Regions from separate parts of the Mus musculus genome. Here region 1 is linked to region 2. A link is a contact called in public HiCAR-type data. All regions are on one chromosome and are shown on one strand. Each heading gives the region's core, a stretch centred on a gene start, on an enhancer-like site or on the middle of the called end of the contact. The rest is flanking DNA. Distances are from core to core; before and after follow the strand shown.

What was found. HiCAR-type assays count read pairs that join an accessible place to other places.
Region 1: a contact with region 2 is called in a HiCAR-type map of fibro-adipogenic progenitors, with 3 times the contacts expected there. The contact joins two enhancer-like sites. A contact is called at or near these places in 1 of 15 datasets of contacts at CTCF or cohesin (large pre-B cells) and 3 of 115 datasets of contacts at active chromatin or transcription factors (embryonic basal ganglia, fibro-adipogenic progenitors and large pre-B cells).

Annotation. Positions count from the first base shown.
Region 1 is chr13:44,315,675-44,318,791 of GRCm38.p6, reverse strand. No RefSeq gene overlaps it. Among named protein-coding and RNA genes, the nearest start is that of Gm29676, 57 kb to the right of the region's middle. Within about 2 kb of position 1,806, at least 34 of the 459 cell types and tissues checked have an H3K27ac peak or open chromatin away from gene starts, as enhancers often do. A contact at or near this core is called in fibro-adipogenic progenitors, where this site is marked.
Region 2 is chr13:43,965,597-43,968,910 of GRCm38.p6, reverse strand. No RefSeq gene overlaps it. Among named protein-coding and RNA genes, the nearest start is that of Gm2233, 18 kb to the right of the region's middle. Within about 2 kb of position 1,315, at least 23 of the 459 cell types and tissues checked have an H3K27ac peak or open chromatin away from gene starts, as enhancers often do. A contact at or near this core is called in fibro-adipogenic progenitors, where this site is marked.

The DNA.
Region 1 (3,117 bases), core at 557-3,056, 350 kb before region 2:
TCATCATCATTATTATTGAGTCAGTTTCTCACTGGCCTGAAACTTGCCAAGCAAGACAGATTGGCCATCAAGTCCCCGGGGGTCTGCCTGTCTCCCCTTCGCCAGGGCTGGAATTACAAGTGTGTCACCACACCTGGCTTTTTAAAACTTGTGAATGCTGGGGTTTCAACTTAGGTCCTTGTGCTTGCCAGCTGAACACTCCCCGGGCCACGCACGGCCTTTCCTCGGACCTCTGTGAATTCTTGATGGAAGATGGAAGTGTCTCGGTGGTCCCCGCCTTAATGAGGAACTGTGAGCGTCCACGGGTGTCTACAGTGATTCCGTTCATTTCCCATTCGTGTGAGGTAACAGGGGACAGACATCCTTTGGATTTCTGTGGGACTGTGCTACTCAGTGTTTTCTGTCAGAAGCCTTGTGCTTGCATGATGAATTTCTGATTTTTTAAAAAAATCATTCTGCCTTTGAAACTACAGAAGGGATTTTTGGACAATAGACATTTTAAGAAATAGCAATGTAGGCTTCAGGAGTTGGATACTTAATGTAGGAGCCCAGTCTCCCCCAAACCAAACCAAACCAAACCAAACCAAACCAAACCAAACCAAACCAAACCAAACCAAACCAAGCCTAAGCTTAAGCAAAACACCTTTAAAAAAATTAGATTGACATTTAGAGTTTTAATGACCAGGTTTCTGGAAACTCTCCTGATTACATCATGCCACCAGAGATTCTTGGCAATTCAGTACCTAGAGTCCCTCCTCAATCTGATTGCTAAGGCCTCGGCAGTGAAAGTGACCTCAGAATTGTCTGCAATGGAGAGGCCGAAGTTGACCTTCTTTTGTCGCCACCTCAGGTTCAGTCGAAGTTAGCACATTCCCATGCATGGGCAATGCTCTGTTGAGTCCCGCCTCCTCTGTAAGATCTTCAGTTTGTCTTAAAGGTGGGTGTTCTTTTTTGGCATCGAGGAGTTGCAGCTGACGGAGACAAGCTGTTGAAAAGGAGAGGAGGGACACACCTTCACCCTTTTCTTCCCAGTTTGAGTCACCTCCGTCTTATTCCACCCACGGCTGCCCTATCTCCAGGTTTTGAGTTGAGGGAGCAGTTAACAGTAGGCCACAGTCTTCTTCAGATGAAAGGCCAGATAGAAGGTACCTATTACAAGCCCCTGAGCCTAGAGACAAAGGCTTGGCTGCTCATACTCTCCCCTCCCACTAACTTGAGTCTTAACGGTAGGTTTAATTTCCTTTTGCTATTTGAAAGAAAGGGGGGAAAAAACCCAAAGCAGGCAGAACAAGGGTGCGAGGCGTAGTGTGGCTCTGGCGGGAGGCGACAGCTGTTGTATTCATGGTTAATCAGGTGTGTCTCTTTTTGTGTCGCATCTGTCTGTTACTGTTGCTGGACCACATGTGAAAGGGGATGGAGGGGAAGGTCCATTCATGTACAAAGCCACTAGTACTGACCTCTGCTTCGTCCTCCTCGGGGTGGGAAAGCTTGTCTATTTAACTTTCCCTATTATAGGAAGCTGTAATTTGACTCTATTACCCCACCCTTACCATTTTGGTCTGACAAACACAGGCTGGGTGCAGAAGGCCCATAAATCTGCTGGGGGAGAGAGGGCTCCTCCTTATCGTGCTTTGCTCTGGGGATTCCACTTCATTTGTCAAAGAAGAGAACACTAGGAAGAGGATTTAGGGAGTACCCTGGCCTTGCCTGCCATGTTAAAGCCACCAGGCGGTCCGGGGTAACCTTTCAGGCTGGGTGGCTTCCCTGTATCACGCCTAGAGCATGTTTGCCTCCAGACTTGTATGTCTCACGAGTCCCACACACTCATGGTGTTTGCATCAGACCTTAGTCATCTCTCTGGCTCCAGATCCTGCCCCTGGATCCTTCCATCCCCCGCCTCCCTCTCAGCTCGTGTTCATAGGGGAGGAAGATGCAGCTTCCGGCCTGCGTGTTCTGGTTTCTGCCGTTCAAGCCTGCCAGACATGACTCTTCTTGGCTCATGTAGAAACAATTGACACAAATACCACCCCTACTCCCCAAGTCTAGGATACCAGACTGCATTACAACTTAAAGTCTGAGTTCTAATGTCTCAAAGCAACTTACTCCATCTTGTTTCTTTGGGGATGCTGTCTTCTGGTCTTTGTGCCTTGGGGTCAGCACTTGGGAATCTTCTGGTAACTGGCCATTAATCAGATTTTTCAAGACTAGCATTGCTGTCACTAAAAGTCCACAAAACTTGCCAACTGCAGAAAGCCCCTGCCTCACAGTGAATACTAACTCTTGCCCTGTGATGATTAGTGTTAATTGTCAAGTTGACAGGATCTAGAGTCATGTGGGGGATGGGCATCTGTGTATGCCTTTGTAGCACTGTCTTGATTGCAATGAGGAAGGAAAATGCCTACCGTGGGCGGACCATTCCTTATGCAGTGGGCCTTACACTTTACAAGATGGAGAAAGCAAGCTGAACATGAGTGTTGGTTCATCCTTTCTGTTCCTGATTGTGGGTGTGATGTTACCAGGTACTTCAAGATCCTGTCTCCTTGACTTCTCTGCTATGATAGACTGAACTTTGAACTCCAAACTAAATTAAGCCCTTCTGTCAGGGTATTTTTATCACAGCACTGGAAAAGAAGCTAAGGCACATACAATTATGTCAGCCATCCTTATGTTGGACTTCAAAGGTGTCATGTGTATGTGCATGTATACACATATGTATGCATGTCTTATAAAAATGAAAACACTCGGGAGGCAGAGGCAAGCAGATTTCTGAGTTCGAGGCCAGCCTGGTCTACAAAGTGAGCTCCAGGACAGCCAGGGCTATAAGAGAAACCCTGTCTTGAAAAACCGAAAAAAAAAAAAATGAAAATGGTTACCATTTCCTGACATGGGCCGATCACCAGCCCGGTCTGAGCTTCCAGTCTGCTGGCCTGCAGACTGATAGCCATGGCTGCACAAGCAACCAGCCTTTGTTTTCCTGATGCAAAAGAACATTGCAAAACTGTCCCCACTGCTTTTTATGCTCTGCCCTCCTCCCTCTGTATCCTCAGACTTCCAAATCACAATTGCATCAGTAGGCAAAAGTCATGTGCTGCATACTGTCTAGTGGTCTATCAGGCT
Region 2 (3,314 bases), core at 66-2,565:
TGGTGTCTCTGCATCATTGTCCAAATCAAACTGTGCAGTGGCTTTGTGATGAGCACACAGTCTGCCATTGTGTCTGAAGTATTTCCTTTAGTCCCCTTGAGGAACATGAATATATTTTTCCCCAACTAGCCATGAATGCCCTATTGAAACCCCTAAGGAGAGAGCTGTTGAGAACACTGACAATTAGAGCTTGAGTTCCCAGGTCTTACTGTCTGTATTGCCAAACCAGACACAGATACCATGTCCTAAGCCCTGCTGTCATTTGGGGCCTACTAACCATACCTGACTGCAGCCAGCACCCATGTGTCACACTTAGCTGTTGTTGGTCAAGTGTTGGGTAGCAAAAATTATGAAACTGAAATGGACCCCCAGTCTTGGTAAGAAGACATGCTCAATGTGTGTATGTGCATGCATGTGTATAGCTCAGTGTGTGTATGTTCCCGCAAGTCTGAAAGTGAATGCATATATAGAAGAAAGATAAAGAGACATCTTTCTTGGAAGTGATGGGCTCTTTAGAAGTGCCAGAGAATCTCAGAATAGCTTTATCTCAAGAAAAATCATTAGTGAGTGTCCTGGTTACTTTCTATTATCAACTCAATGTAACTAAGAGTCACCAGGGATGAGGTAACCTCAACTGAAGAATTATTTTAGTCAAACTGGTGTGGCCATGTATATAAGAGATTACCTCAACTGATGATTGACGTGGAAGGGCCTACCCACTGTGGGCAACATCCTACCATGGTATGTGGACCTGGGCTATAGAAGAAAGCTCGTTATTTGTCAGTGAGCAACCCAGAAAGCAGGTTCCTTTGTGATTTCTGCTTCAAGTTCCTGCCATGCTTAAGTTCCTGCCCTGACTTCCCTCAAGGGTGGACTGTGGCCTGGAGGTGTCAGCTAAGAGAAAGCCTTGTGCCTTACATTGCCTTTGATCATTGTGCTTCATTACAGCAACAGAAAAACAGACCAGTTCCGTGGGGAGAGTCTTTGAAACATATCTAAGGGAGGCTGCTCCTGCAGAGTAGACAGGTTTGCCTCACTTCCATTTCTCGTCCTTCCCACAGTGTCACCATATCCACCTCCTTCCAAAGGACCAGATCTGTTCTCCATCTGCCAGCACAAGGCAGTCCCTGGTCACCAGGATGCTTAGAAGTCGCCTGGCTTTCCTGAGCCTCTCGCATACCAACCCCATGAAACTGTGCCTGGGCTCTCTCCTAGGTGTCTATTCACACAGACACAGCTGGAAAGCCCCACAGTCCATCCTAGCCTGGGATGAGGCCAGCACTGAGAGATGGCCAAGTGCTGGAAGAAAAGCTGTGGGATGCGAAATGATCTGAGTCACCTCTGAGATGAAGCCAAAGCAGACACTTTGCTGGAACATGCCTGCCCGTTAACTGACTATCACAAAAACCACCACAATCATTTCTGCCCAAGGATTATGAATGACATTTTTTTTTCATTTTTAAATAATCGCAGACCCAGGGAAAAGTTGAACTAGAATGAAAATTCCCATAATGACCTCACCCAGAATCCCCATCTGTTAATATTCTACCAATGCATCTTCTTATTTTCTCTGATTATACATATCATTTCAAATTAGATCTAATATATGTTTTTCACACAGGGTCTCCCTCTGTGGTCCGGGTTGTCCTGGAGCTCTCTATGTAGTGAATGTGGTTTTGAACTCACAGCAATCCATCTGCCTTAACCTCCCACGGGTCTGGATTACAGATGTGAACCACTCTATCCGGCTGAACTATTACAGATTTAGTTGCAAGCAGTATGTCTTTTTATTGCTAAATCCTTCAGGTAATACTATTTAGTTTAAAGACATTGTTTAACATTCATTGATGGTTCTAATGATCTTTCATAGAAAAATTTTTAAAAAGAATTTTTTTTTGGTAGTTGAGGATCAGTTCAATATCTTGCACCTACATGGATTCTTTTGCTTATATGTTCCTTTCAACTGGAATTGTCCTGGAGTGTCACTGCCCTTTGTATACTTAGTAGTTTTGTAAACACACCCTCTGCTTGGACCTGTCCACTGTTTCCTGTGGTGTGTACTGAATGATGCTCTTTAGGAAGGAATGCCTGAGAGCAATGCTCTCCACTCACACAGTGCATCCTTCTGGAGGGGCACAGGGCATGGCGCTGAAGAAAGCAGTGATGGTAACTTGGACCGCTTGACCAGGACCACTTGACCAGGTTTTCCTACTACAAATATCCCATTCTGTCCCTAAGAACTGCTTCAAAGCAAGGACATTTTCAGCAAGCTAAGTATCCCGTGAGACTTTAGCACCTATCAACTATTCTCACCTCCATTAATCACAATCCTGATGTTCATCAATTGAATTTCCTAGCTGTATCCTTCCCTCTACATTTATTATTTGCCTTCTAACTTCCTTTCTTCCCATAATTTTTTTTTAAATTGTATCAGTGTGGACTGGCATAGTGTTGTTTAACAGATCTGTACTTGATGCAGGATAATTTTATTATTTTATTTTAAGGCAGAGTCTGTATGTAGCTCCAAGCTGGGCTTGAGTTCATGATCTCCCTGCCTCAGCCCCTCTGAGTATTGAGATGCCTGCCATGGACCACTGTGCCTGGCTATGGTTAATTCTTGAATGGGAATAGTAAATGCTGGGGTCTGAGTAGCCACATGGAAGGAAGCACGTCCTGCCTTTTGAATGACCCTAGGGTTCTGTTTCCTTATAGCTAACTAGGGAATGAAGCTGGCAAGATGCTGGGATGCTTCTAAGATTCTTAATCAATAAAATCAGTTGGTGATGTCTCTGCTTTTATTCCAACGTTGTGGCATTGCTGTGGCTTTATGCTTCAGTCAAGCTATAACTGACTGGAGCTTACCCATGTCCCAAACTCAGGAGCTATGAAGAATCTCCCTCCTAGAAGAGGAGATAGGCAATGATCCCGGAAGACTCACTGTTTCTGTTGAGATTATAAACAATCTCAACAATTTGGGGGAGCTGTGACAGAGCCATGTTTTCCAGTGGAGAAGAAACAGACACAAATGGCCAACTAAGATACAGACGAGGAGGTCCAGGAGAGGAGGAGAGAAGCTTTTTAGTTCTCTGGGATTTTATGTGATCTGGTTTCAGTGTGAGCTGAGACTGCAGCTCAGTCATGGAGAACATGCCTGGCAAGCTTGACAAGCACAAAGCCCTGCATTCAACTGCCCAGATGTGAAAAGAAAAGCAAGTAGTTTCATTCCTGCGTTGGCTTGGCTGCTGTCCATCCAAATCCATGTCCACTCGGAACTGCAGAATGTTTAACTTTACTCTAAAATAAAATGTTTACCA